3 separate regions of the Gossypium arboreum genome follow, and all the other regions are linked to region 2. The links are chromatin contacts, called in public Hi-C maps. All regions are on one chromosome and are shown on one strand. Each heading gives the region's core, a stretch centred on a gene start, on an enhancer-like site or on the middle of the called end of the contact. The rest is flanking DNA. Distances are from core to core; before and after follow the strand shown. Region 1 holds the start of LOC108467678 (transcription factor TCP20-like). Region 2 holds the start of LOC108460819 (ACT domain-containing protein ACR6-like). Region 3 holds the start of LOC108459840 (glutaredoxin-C1-like).

Evidence for each region. Hi-C and Micro-C count contacts between places; a contact is called where the count stands out from the background.
Region 1: a contact with region 2 is called in a Hi-C map of leaf, with 4 times the contacts expected there. The contact joins the promoter of LOC108467678 here to the promoter of LOC108460819 in region 2. A contact is called at or near these places in 2 of 5 Hi-C or Micro-C datasets (both in leaf).
Region 3: a Hi-C map of leaf shows a contact between it and region 2, with 2.7 times the contacts expected there. The contact joins the promoter of LOC108459840 here to the promoter of LOC108460819 in region 2. A contact is called at or near these places in 2 of 5 Hi-C or Micro-C datasets (both in leaf).

The regions. Positions count from the first base shown.
Region 1 is chr4:22,707,042-22,711,231 of ASM2569848v2, reverse strand. LOC108467678 (transcription factor TCP20-like) reads left to right here and starts at 1,868. Exons shown (of 2, transcript XM_017768411.2): 1 at 1,868-3,530; 2 at 3,635-3,854. The coding sequence starts at 2,405. The coding sequence ends at 3,307.
Region 2 is chr4:22,551,254-22,555,716 of ASM2569848v2, reverse strand. It overlaps LOC108460819 (ACT domain-containing protein ACR6-like), which reads left to right and starts at 1,996. Exons shown (of 7, transcript XM_053027057.1): 1 at 1,996-2,465; 2 at 2,867-2,912; 3 at 3,031-3,145; 4 at 3,221-3,288; 5 at 3,349-3,966; 6 at 4,239-4,343. The coding sequence starts at 2,419.
Region 3 is chr4:22,415,856-22,420,559 of ASM2569848v2, reverse strand. LOC108459840 (glutaredoxin-C1-like) reads right to left here and starts at 3,376. Exons shown (of 1, transcript XM_017759233.2): 1 at 2,461-3,376. The coding sequence starts at 3,166. The coding sequence ends at 2,789.

The sequences.
Region 1 (4,190 bases), core at 619-3,118, 160 kb before region 2:
CATTTCAAAGGATTGCAAAGATTGATAATATACAATCTTTTTAAAGGACTACCAAAGTTAGAGGGAGTAATTCCAAATATGTGTGGTGAGTGCTTAAAGAGGAAGTAATAGTGTGAGTCACTTCCCAATTATAATTGATTCAAACAATTGAACCTTTAAAGCTTCTATAAATGAATTTGATAGGGTCAATGAAGATTTAAAGCTTAGGATGTAAAAGATATGTTCTTGTAAGTGTAGATGACTATTCCATGTTTACATAGGTAAGATTCTTGTGTGAAAAGTTCAACACATCTGATGCCTTCAAGAAACTGTGTAAAAAAGCTGAGAATGAAAAATGTTATCTTATTGGGAAAATTGTTAGGATGCATGACCAAGTAGAGGAATTTGAGAATGAATAATTCTCATATATTTTTGACAATACGACATTCAACATGAGTTTTTTGGTCCAAAAACTCCATAACAGAACGAGATTATTAAGAGTAACAATAGGACAATTTAGGATATTGCTCGTGTTATGCTAAGTGCCATGGGAATTTCTCACAGGTTTTAGGTAGAAGCTATTGATATAACTTACCATATGATTAATAGTCTTGTAGAGGCCAAAGACTAAAATGACACCTTATGAGATGTGTAGAGGAGGGAAGTTAGTAATTGGTACTTCCATGTGTTTGGGAGTGTCTAATACATTCAATAAACTTTATAACTATATGATAATAACATATCAATAAATGATTTATAGAAGTAGTAATACTAATAGTAGCTAAAAAATAGTAGAAAAGATGTTATAATAGTACATTATTGATAGTATATGAATAAATTATTTTTATATTATCAAAGTGAAATTATACTTCAAGCTTTATAATATAAAAAATAATAAGTTAATTTACTAAGTTATACATTTTAGATTTAAATTTTTCTTAATATGCTAAGTCATAATTAATTCTCAACTAATATATAGTATAGAAGTAAATAATAATATTTTATAACAAATTAATAACATAATTATAAAATCAATAAGTGGTTGGAAGAAGTGGACTAAATTGAATTTTGGAGTCGACATCCTTGAAAAGGCTTTACTTGAATATCACTTTGCCCGATCAAGATTAATCTCACTTTGTAAAATAAATCAAAACACATGTAGTTATACCAAAAAAATCATAATCATTATTTTGATTGAAATATAATATTTATTTCTTTAAAATATAATATTTATATTTTAAATAATTCAAGTTTAAATTGTTATAGAAAATTAAAATAAAAAAATATTACATTCCTTTTTATTGATATTATTATATTGATTTATATTTTAAAATTCATATTAATAATAAATACATAGATAATTAGTTTTAACCATGTAAACGTGATATCATTAAATCATTATTTATTTTATTTATTTTATAATACCACATAGATATTATTAAAATTAATTATCCATATTATATAAAAATTATTTAATATACTATTGAGTTTTAAAACTTCACAAATAGGTGCAGAGGCGAATCTCGTATCGGCATAGGCCCTTCCTCTTAAAATAGAAAATTATTATTTAGGCCTTCTAATTTTTTAAAATTTTAAATTAATAAAGGTAAAATTACACTTTTCTTCTTTAAAATTATAAAATTTAATTTAATTTTTAAAATTATAAATATATAGACTATAAAAATTAAAATTATTTTGCCCCTAAAAATTGTTCTAGCTTCGTTACTAAACAAGTGATTGACAAGTATCGTAAAAATATAATGAAACATTCAAAATAAATATTTAAAAAATAAATATAAATTTTTAAAATTATTTATAAAATAAATAAAAATTTACCCTTATTATATTGCTTTTATTATAATGTAGGGTGAAGGTGTGATGAAGAGAAAGGAAGAAATCCATCAATCTATGGATATTACATATGGTTATATGGGGATGCGTGAATATCTTATTTATAATTTTGAAATTGTAATTTATAATAATAAGTATTGTAAATGATATATTCTGTGCGAATTAGTGTCTTCAGGTGAAAATGGCAGTTAAAGTAGCTATCATATCAGAAATGTTAGTCAAAAGCCCCCTTCACTGCAGTGAGAAAAAGGGGAAGTGACGAAGAAAGGAAAGGCTCATGCATTCATACATGAGCAATGGAGAGAGAAAAGAAAGAAAAATGACATCTTGTGAAAACCAAGAATAAAAATTTTGACATTTCGGGTGTGTGGGCTTTGGGATTTCAATATTATAATTATCATAGTTTGTCTTCACATTCCTTGTCAGAGAACAGTGAAAACTCATCAAAGTCTAGGACTTTTCAGGTCACCTTCTTCAATCAAAGAGGACTCCTCTTTATATATATATATATATTTTTTTTTTTTTTTGTTCTTTTAATTTGCCCCCACACCCCCCACCCATTTTTTACCTGTTTATGGATCCCAAGGGCGCCAAGCAGCCTCCAGAGGAAGTAGCCAACTTGTTGAGCCTGCCACCCCAACCCCAACAGCAACAGCCTCAAAACATGGGAGAGAATAAAGAAGCAGAAATCAAGGATTTCCAGATTGTGGTTGCAGATAAAGGAGAAGGGAAGAAGCAACAGTTGGCCCCAAAGAGAAGTTCTAACAAAGACAGGCACACCAAAGTTGAAGGAAGAGGTAGAAGGATAAGGATGCCTGCTTTATGTGCTGCTAGAATCTTTCAGTTGACCAGGGAATTGGGTCACAAGTCTGATGGGGAAACAATACAGTGGCTGTTACAACAAGCTGAACCATCAATAATTGCCGCCACTGGGAGCGGAACAATTCCAGCATCAGCTTTGGCTGCAGCTTGGGGCTCAGTTTCACAGCCAGGGGCCTCTCTATCAGCAGGGTTGCACCAAAAGATGGAAGATTTAGGGGGGTCCAGTATAGGATCAGGGAGCAGTAGGACCAGTTGGACAATGGTTGGTGGCAATTTGGGAAGACCCCATCATGTGGCGACCGGGTTATGGCCACCAGTCAGTGGTTTTGGGTTTCAGTCATCATCTGGTCCGTCTACAACAAATTTTGGCAGTGATAGTTCCAATTATCTGCAAAAGCTTGGGTTTCCAGGTTTTGACTTGCCAGCTAGTAACATGGGTCAGATAAGTTTCACCTCAATCTTGGGCGGAGCTAATCAGCAGCTCCCGGGTTTGGAACTTGGGTTATCTCAAGATGGTCATATTGGGGTCTTAAATCCTCATGCTTTGGACCAGATTTATCAGCAGATGGAGCAAGCTCGGATGCAACCCCAACATCAGCATCAGCGCCAGCAACAAACCCCTGCTAAGGATGACTCCCAAGGATCGGGCCAGTAAAGTTTTAAACTTTGAGAGCAAGATGAAAAAGAGTAGGATTCCTGAGACACAGGATGGCTTTGTTTTTTCTTGTAATGGTTCAGTATTGTATAATGGGGAAAACCAAAAAAAAAAAATAACAAGTGTGAGAGAAATGGATACTTTTCCTCTCAGAAATCTATGGGGACTAGATTGAGTGGCTTCTTTCTTTCTGCACTGCTTCACCCAAGTTTCCATTACAGAGGTTGTTTCTCTTGATTCATGCCTTCTGTTGAACTTGCATCCTCCGAATTCTTCAGAGAAGTACTAATTCTTTTGTGCTAAACTATTTTACTGTGGAGTGTGCAGGTGGAGCTTTGCGCATCTCAGTAGCTTGGATTTGGGCTCAACTTCTTGTTTGATCCAGGGTGTGTTGATTGTGATGCAAGGCAAATCTAATTGTTTTCTTCTTCACTACGTGTGGATAGATTGGCAACGGTTTGTTTGTGAAATTAAAAATAGGAATTCACAGTAATACATGTCCAGTTTCTTGTTAGATGAAGTAAGATTTCTTGTTTCTCTAAAAGAATATATTCTTGCACATAAAGGGCTAATTATTGATTACACCGTGGGCTCTGGCTGCCAGACCAAGCATGTTTCCTGCTATAGCATGTCATCTATCATATAAGAATCTAGTTCTTTTGTCATCACTTGAAAGTCGCTCCTTTGCAATGATCTTACCTTGTTTGGAAAGCTCTTTAGTGATAGTCCTTTTGTTGAACACCATATATTTCTCTCTAACATCCTAAATTACCATAGGTTCATTTTTTGTTTAAGGAACTTGTATCCACCCACCGCTTGAGCTTGACATATAAAGAGACTTGGCTTAGCATTCATGTATCATAGGATGTGTTATTAACTGTTT
Region 2 (4,463 bases), core at 747-3,246:
GTCTTTCATTCCATGTGGTTTTTTTTTTTTTATAGGATTGAGAAAAATTGAGAAATTGAAAATCAATTCAAGTCAGAGGTGTTTGGATAATTTTAGTTCATGAGTTAGAAAATGGAAAATATCCAAATTAAATCGAATATCTATTTTATTTTATTTATAATTATTTTTATTGATGTAAAATAAGTATTTTTAATTAAAATAGTGAAATATTTGAAAATTACTATATAAAAAGTAATTTTTAGAATTGATATATAAAAGTTATTAATTATTTTTATGCATTTAAAAGATATGAAAATAAAATTGAGACTTTATTAAATAATATTAAAAATTTATTGTGTTAATTTAAATTTAAAATAAAATAAATAATAATAATCACAGATTTAAAAATTTTAAAATTTATCCAACCAAATAAAATTGAACCTAAGAATATGGGTAATGTGAAGAAGGAAGAAGCGAAGGCGGTTAGGCATTGAAATAATGTGGGCTAGGATTGCCGCCAAAAACAGGGGCAAAAATAAAAATATCCGACCAAACTGTTTTCACCACGTGCACATTTAACACGTCATCCTCCCTTATTTTCTGCCTCATGTGCTGCCAAAATCTTCGTGTGCCGTAATTAATTTATCACTTCAGTTAAATTATGAAATTGATTTAAAAGCACAACAGCGCTTTTTAGCAGGCATAACCGCCCTTCCAACTAGAGATGTGCATGGCCGGGTTACCCGGTCCCGCCCGAAGGCCCGCCCGAAATGTGGGAGGGTTTGGGAAAAAATATAGGCCCGAAAAATAGGCTTGGACAAAAAAATGAGGCATGTTTTAAAAATGGGCAGGGCCTTGGGTAAGGTATTTTTAGCTCGGGCTCGGCCCGGCCCTGCCCGAATTCACTAAATGACAAAAAAAATCTGCATATGTATTTTTTATTTTTGAATGTTATTTTCTTGTTGTTTTCTCTATATTTTGCTACCATTTTACTATTATGTTGCTATTATTTTGTTATTATTGTTTGGATATTGTATAAAATTTATTTTATTGTTAATTTTCTTGTTATTTTAAAGGCATTTGTTAATTTTTTTATTATTTTAGAAGCATTTGCTTGTTAAGTTGCATTTATCTTAGTGTTATTTAAGTCTACATATTTTTTAAAAGTTATTTTCAATTTGTTGAGAAATATTTATTTTGATATTTTTAGTATTTTGATGTATTATATATGTTTAAAAATAATAAAAATAATATAAAAAATTAATACCGACGGGCCGGACCTGGCTCGGGTTTTAGTATTTTTATTCGGGTCGAGCTTGGGCAAAATTTTAAGCCCTTTTTTGGGCCGACCGGCCCGAGCCCAATAAATAGGCATGATTTTTAGTTGAGTCCTACCCGAACCTGGCCCGGCCCATGAACACCTCTACTTCCAACCAATCTCTTACTTCCACGTTAACAATATTATAGATTCGATATTTTTAATTAAAATTAGAAATTTTACCACATATTATTATTACATATAATTTTAAAATAACCTAAAATCATAATAAAATCTAATTTTTAGAATTAATAATAATATATACCATGCATTAAAATAAAATAAAATAAATTTAAATAAATACATCAAAATAAAAATATTAAATTCAAAATTATTTATCATAATATTATCATTTTAGATAAGTTGATATTCTCAATTAATGATATTATTAATATATACAAATAATATGAATAATAAAATTAAAATGTATAAATGCTAGAATAAAACTATAATTGAAGTGGTTAAAAAGGATTCTATAAATAAATATAACATGAGTTTAAATCTCCACATTCATAACTTTTTTTATAATTTTGTATTGTTTTTTCTAAAATAAAAAAATCATTATAATAATATAATTTATTTAAAATATATAAAAATATAATAATCTTTTAATAAATTAATATGGAATTAACTCCCGACATCCACTAAATAAAAATATTTAATTAATAAAACCTAATCTAATTCAACTTCAAATTTAACCAAGATGGTTGTAATTTGAAATTAGGGAGAGATTCTGTAAAAAAAGAAGACATTAGGGGGGGATGAATTAAAAAAAAAAAAAAAGAAAGAAAGAAAGAAAGGAGGTCTTTTTCATATTTATTTTTCAACTTGGGATTGATTAATTATGTCTGTCCGTTAAAATCTTTAAAATCTTAAATGGCTAAGGTTTTACTTTACTTTTTATAGTACTACTTTTCGTTCTCTCGCTCTTGTGTTGTGTTTTCCTTGAATATTGGAAAAAGCCAATTTTTTTTCCTTTTTCAATTTTGATTAGTATCAAAATAGAAGGTATAAAAGGTGCTTTTGGAATTCTGGGCTTTGGTATTTGTGGTCTAATAAATTATTTCTGGGGAAAGTTGGGTGGTTTTTAGTTTGGAGAAAGTTGGATTCTTTTTTGAGAGATGGATGATGAATTTGCTAAGCTTGTCCGGAGGGTGAACCAACCCAGGTATTGCTTTTCATTTTTTGGATTTTTGATGGGACAGTATCAATTTTTATTTGAATTTGTTCAAGGGTCTGTCAAATTTTTCTCTTCTTTTTTCCTCTAAGTTTTTAGAAAATAAAATTTTCAGTTTTTACAAGTTATCCTCTTTCTTATCGTTATTGTTTCAATCTTTTTATTTATTTTTCTCTTCTTTTTTTTTTTCTTTCTGCTTTGTGTTGATCAAAGCTGTTTTTCTTCTCTCTTTTTTTTCTTAGTGTTATTTTCATGGTAGCCAATTACTGTTCCAAAATCAAGAGCGGCAATTGGACTTTCTATGCCAAAATGATATGTTTCCTTGAAGGCTCTTTTATTTGATTAGTTGAAAAAACAAAGTAGGGTTAATATGATGCTTATTTTTGTTGCAGAGTTGTGATTGACAACAATGCTTGTGAGGATGCCACTGTTATCCATGTAAGCTTCTTCCCTCTGCCTTTGCTGTAATTAGGTTATCTTACGTGGCTAATTAGTTCCTTAGATCTCTGTTTATCAACCTATCTATAATGGTTTAAATATGAATTTTGCTGGTTAGGTTGACAGTGTCAACAAACATGGGATTCTCCTGGAAGTTGTCCAAGTGCTTACAGATATGAATCTTACAATAACAAAGGCATACATATCATCTGATGGAGGATGGTTTATGGATGGTAAGGTTTTTTTTCTTAAACCCTGCTTGAATTGTATGTTAAATCCCGGGTTAACCAGTTACTTGTATGTTTCAGTCTTTAATGTTGTTGACAATGATGGCAACAAAATCAGAGATAAGGAAGTTATGGACTATATTCAGAGTGTAAGAACTTACCTCATCCTTATTGTTCAATGAATTTAACTACTGGCTTATCTTATATAGTCTGTTTTGCAGAGAATTGAAACTAGTGCTGGCTTTGTGCCATCACGGAGAGGCTCCGTAGGCGTGATGCCTGCAGAAGAGCATACATCGATTGAACTTGCTGGCACTGATAGGCCTGGTCTATTATCTGAAGTATGTGCAGTTCTTGCTGACCTCCATTGCAATGTTGTAAATGCTGAGATATGGACCCATAATGCTAGGGCAGCTGCCGTAGTTCATGTGACAGATGATTCAATGGGCTGCGCAATCAGTGATCCAAAACGTCTCTCAACGATAAAGGAATTGCTTTGTAATGTTCTCAAAGGAAGTGATGACTTGAAAACTGCAAAGACAACACTTTCAGCTCCAGGTGTTATGCACAGGGAGAGAAGGTTGCATCAAATCATGTTCGCAGACAGGGACTATGAAAGGGTCGAGAAAGCAGGAGTTAGGGCGGTAGAGGAAGGGAGTTCAAGACCTCAAGTCACTCTGTTGAATATCGAGAAAGATTACACTGTTATTACCATGAGGTCAAAAGATAGGCCGAAACTATTGTTTGATATAGTCTGCACTCTCACAGATATGCAATATGTTGTTTTTCATGGAATGGTGAACACAGGAAGGATCGAAGCTTATCAGGTGAGTTGGTTACAGTGAAGTAGCTTGTAAAAAAATGACAATAGCAAACCCTTTTTATTATAGTCACTATTAGCCAATGGTCAACTTTAACAGTTGACAAGTTGATGCTATTGAAACCACTAGCGTAAGATTGATGCTGACGTTGTAATCCAATTTGTATTGGAATTCTACTCAGTTAAGCACAAGTTGTTATTGCTTACAATTGCATCTTAACAGTGATAAACTGTTTTTTCCCCTATTTCCCACTAAACAGAACTTATGTTTCGTTGTAGGAATTCTACATCAGACATGTAGATGGGCTCCCCATTAGCTCGGAAGCTGAGCGTGTTCGTGTTATTCAATGTCTAGAAGCAGCCATTGAGAGGAGGGCATCTGAGGTATAAAAAAACCAGCTTGGCACAACTCCACATGTACACACACACACACGGAATAAATAAAACCAAAAGAAACCAAGAAAAATGATTATGGTAAGCATGGTTTCATGATATTACAATACC
Region 3 (4,704 bases), core at 2,127-4,626, 140 kb after region 2:
TGTGATAGAGGTGCCTTATTGGCATATTGGTTGTATAGATTAATGGTATAGTGAATTTGTCATTTTATGCATGTTTTGGGCATGTTTTAATGTATTGGTCATATGTGCAAATTAGGTTTAGGTGCATGCTTGATTTGGGGAAGGTAATGGCTTGATTTTGGCCAATTTCTTGTCCACACGGCCTAAGACACGGGCATGTGTCTCAGTCGTATGTGACACATGGCCATGCGACACTGTCATGTGTCCCATGTAGGTTTTAAAGATGGCAAGTCAGACAGTTACACGGCTTAGCACACGGCCTGGCACACTAGCGTGTGGGCACACGAGTGTGTGGCTTGGCCATGTAACCCAAGTCAAAGAGTTACACAGGCACGGACACAAGCTGGGATACGGTTGTGTCCCTATTTCCATTGTTACATGGCCTGAGACACGAGTGTGACCCCCTTTAGTTTTAAATTTTCTAGCTTTTTCCTCAATGTTTTAAATGTTTTCGATTTAGTCCCAAATCATTTCTAAAGTGTTTCTAAAGTCTCGAGAGCTCGATTAAGGGACGATTTGCATGTATATGAATGAATTATGCCATGTTTACAATAATGTTTGGAAATGTATGTTTTTATGTTACGGTTTTACGATAATGCTCTATATAGGGGAGTTAAAATTATTAGTTGAGATGTCATATTTTTAGTCATTATATCTCAAAATTTACCCTCACTGCACCTGTATAATTTGTATTTTTAATCGTGTTTTGTCCTCAGAACCTCGTTTAATGTTTTTGGCACGTCCAAACACCTAAGAAATGATTTAAAGTGTTTTTAAAATGTGCTTAAGGTTTCGTAAATGTTAAAAATTAATTTACTATATTTTAACAAGTGGTGGAATCATGATTTTGCTAAAAGAAATGTTGTAATGGTGAGAAAAGTGTCACTGTGACACCACTTATTTATGTCAAAATGTCAGACTAGGTAAGAGATGTTATAGTGCAACTAGTCTATATTGATTTACGGGTCAATTAGTTTAACCCTTATCTTCGGATTGATACCCGACTAGTTCTTGGTCCAATCAATCCGATTGATTGTTCCGATTTTGAAAACACTGGTTTTGGTTGATGAAAATTTATTTTCCAATCCTATCAAATCGAGCAAGTAGGCGGTGAATTTCGAAAACATAATTAATTCTCAACATCTCAACCTCGAGAGGGCAAATTCAGAGCATTGTTGGCATTATCAAATATTAAAAAGAAGAAAAAGAAAAAGAATAGAAGAGAGAGAGAGAGAGAGAGAGAGAGAGAGAGAGTAATGTAAAAGAAAATAAAAGAAATAAAAATTATCTTTTTTAAATTTATATGATGTGGAAGTTTATTATTGGTTGGAATTTTATAACAAAAATAATATTTTGATTTAAAATAGGCAATGAAAGAATAGTTTAAGTACTAATTTTTGAGTAAATTTTTTTTAAAAAATAGACTTACCAAAACAAATTAAGTATCAAGATTGATACCAATTTACAGGTTAAGCATTGTTTTGGAAAGTTTAATCTTAGCAGGTTAAAATGGGTTTAAAGACGATTTGGTTGAGTTGGGGCAGAACAGAATGGGTTTCCAAGCGTTGGGCTGTTTGGTGGGTGGTTTTGCATTTGCATGCAGGCCTTAACAAATTATTGGATTGTTTTGTTGTGTGTAAATTTTGAAGGCAGAAATGTTTGGGGTGATTTATTTAGACCTGGACTACTGCTACATATATGTAATATATGGAATGGAGGTCAACATGATCTAAAGTTTCGTGAATCATCATCAATGTATGACTGTCCCTTTCTACCTTATCATCCTATGTCCTATATATATGAGAAACATTCAACCACTTGGGTCCAAAATACCATAACTTTTGCACTATCCAGAAGCTCACTGGAACTGCAAGTTAGTCTTGGAAATTCCAAGTAGATTAGACTGAATAAGTAAATATTTATGGGAAAAAGAATCAAATCATGAATCTCACACCCATAACAAGAAGAATAATTATATGCCTTTTATATTTATGCTAAGAGAGCCCAATGCCCATGGCCATGGCGATGGAAAGGTTCCTCGGCCACTCCCAACGCCCACCCACCTCCCAAAAGTCAAAACTTCCAATAGCTCCTCGTTCCTATCCATTTCCCCAGCACCATATTCATAAGATTCCATCTCTAGCAACTCACCGGCCTCTCTCTCTCGAATACATATTAATCTTTCCAACCCCACAAAATCATACACGTCATCATAATCCACTCTCACCACACGTGTTAATCCCAATAAGAAATCAATGGTTGTACGGACATTGACCCCTCTTCCTTCCTAGCTAGTCACTAATCGTCAAATCCTTTATTTTTACTGTTTTTATGGCTGTTCAGGAACTGAGTTCTTGTCTAAGCCCCTCCAATTTCATTGTTTGGTGAAAAAAAAAAAGCAAACTAAAGAAACAAAGAAAATAAAAAATGAAGTGGGAACTCATTGAAAATAACTATTTTAATTTGTTTCCTTTGTACAGAGGAGGGAACCATCAGCCATTACATTTCACACTTGAGATCAAAGACTAGTTAAAACTTGAAACAAAGGGCACACCAAAAAGACCCACTTGTGAGTAAAACACCAATAAGAAGGAAAAAAAAAAAAAGAAGGAAAAGCTTGAGAGACTAAAGACATATCAGCTACTGCTGTATTCCAAAATGGAGTAGACTCCAAAACTATCACTCCTCTTCCTCTGCCATGCTTTTCTCTATCAGTTTTTTTTTTTTTAATGAGGAATGCCAAAGATGATCAAAGCCAGAGAGCACCAGCTTGTTTGAGAAGAGGAACAAGAGTGCCGTTGATATGAGAAGCCATGACTCTATCCATTGTACCCACAAGCTTCCCACCAATGAACACAACAGGAACAGCAGGAGAGCTTCCAAGCAACCTCATCAAAGCTTTCTCCATGTCTTTCCCTCGAGGGTCTTGATCCAGCTCATACACAGTTGGGTTTACTCCCATCCCACAAAACAGCCTCTTAATGGCATGGCACATGCAACAACTGCTAATACTAAATACAACCACCGCATTCTCCGAAGCCAACCTCTCTATCCTCTCCAATGGATCCCCAACTGTAGTCCTGGTGGTCGGCACGTAAGAACCCCATGAACCTGTCTGGCAGTGCATTTTTTTTAGTAAATGCTAATAAGGTGACTGCTTCTGCTGCAAGAAATTAATAGAGGGGGGAAAAAAGAAAGAAGATTTGGGATTTTGGCTGAGGTCAGTGAGTGAGATCAAATGGTGAAGCTTGCCGCTGGTGAGAAACGAGGAAGGTTTTAGTTGGTATTTATAGAGAAGGGAATGCAAAATATGGGCAAGTTTTTTTGGGGAATCATCAATGTTTTATTGTTATTTTAATGTGAATATAAAGGAAAGTAAACAAAGTTGGTCTCTTGAGTCTTTTGCAGTCCTCACTCCAGTCCAGTTCAATATTTGGAGAGAGAGATGGCAGTAAAAAGAGCTATTTATGTTGTCCTTTTCCTTAAAAAAAAAAAAAGGTCTTTTCATGGGTTTAAGCAATAATAACGAGTTATATATATCATCTGAGTTGTGTGAACTAATTGAGAAGTTTTGCTTTCATTTAGAAATTCAACTAAATAATTACTAGGGTGTGAGACTAAAAAAAGTTATCATTAATTTTCATCTAATTGACTACATGATATATGTTAACTCGTATTCTTAGTTGATCACTGATGATTGCGATGGATATTTTAGTTTCCAACTTTTATATATATAATCATGAGGTAATCTTTTCATCAAAAATTATTCTTAGTTAATATGTTAATGTTTTTTTTAATGAATTTTATTCTCTTTCAATCTTTTTTTTTTGTATATGTACCTACTTATCCTTTAATTATATATTACGTTAGTTTATTTTTTTATTAATTAATATGATGATCTAGTGGTGAGGTCGAATATGAACATTCTCAAGCGCTCTGATTCTATAACTGGTGTGGGGCGGTTTCTTCCTTTCTAGAGGGAAAAAAATAAACAGAAGAGAATTAGAATATTGCAAATATTTGTTACATATGGGACACATAATTTATATTATCTGTTTAGCATCTTAGATTATATATTTAGCTTCCAATAAGGAAGAATTTGATCTTTATTCCTTTTAGACTTGACTTTCTAGGCTTTTCAATAAAATTAATATCATGGATAATTATTTCTATCAAATAATAATTTTATTTATTTAATAGGGTAGACTGGAATTATAAAACTTATTTGAAAAGGTAAATATAAAAAGAGTGAAACATGATAGTCATAAATAACTTACCAATCACTCTTTGTCAACCACGATTGGGTTTGTCTAGATTTTATCCCTCCTAAATTATTTGATAAATTTAATATCTTTTCTCCACAAGTACGGAAGCACATGCAATGTTGCTTCCATGGCTCACATGCAGCACGCACGCATGCCTTGGACTATACATGCAGCCTTGTCTAACATTTATGCAACAATACCTGCATTTTTATTTATTTATTTTATTTTTCATGATTATGAAGTTAACTAAAATTAAAGTGGTGAAAACAAAAGGAAGCACAATGAGATGCTGAGGGTTTAAAAAAGGTTTGGGTGGGAAGCCAATGGGGCATGGCATGGGTTTTGGTATTTGCAAGCTAAGGAGTGTGTTAATGTTGTTGGTGAGAATAATAAATTAAAA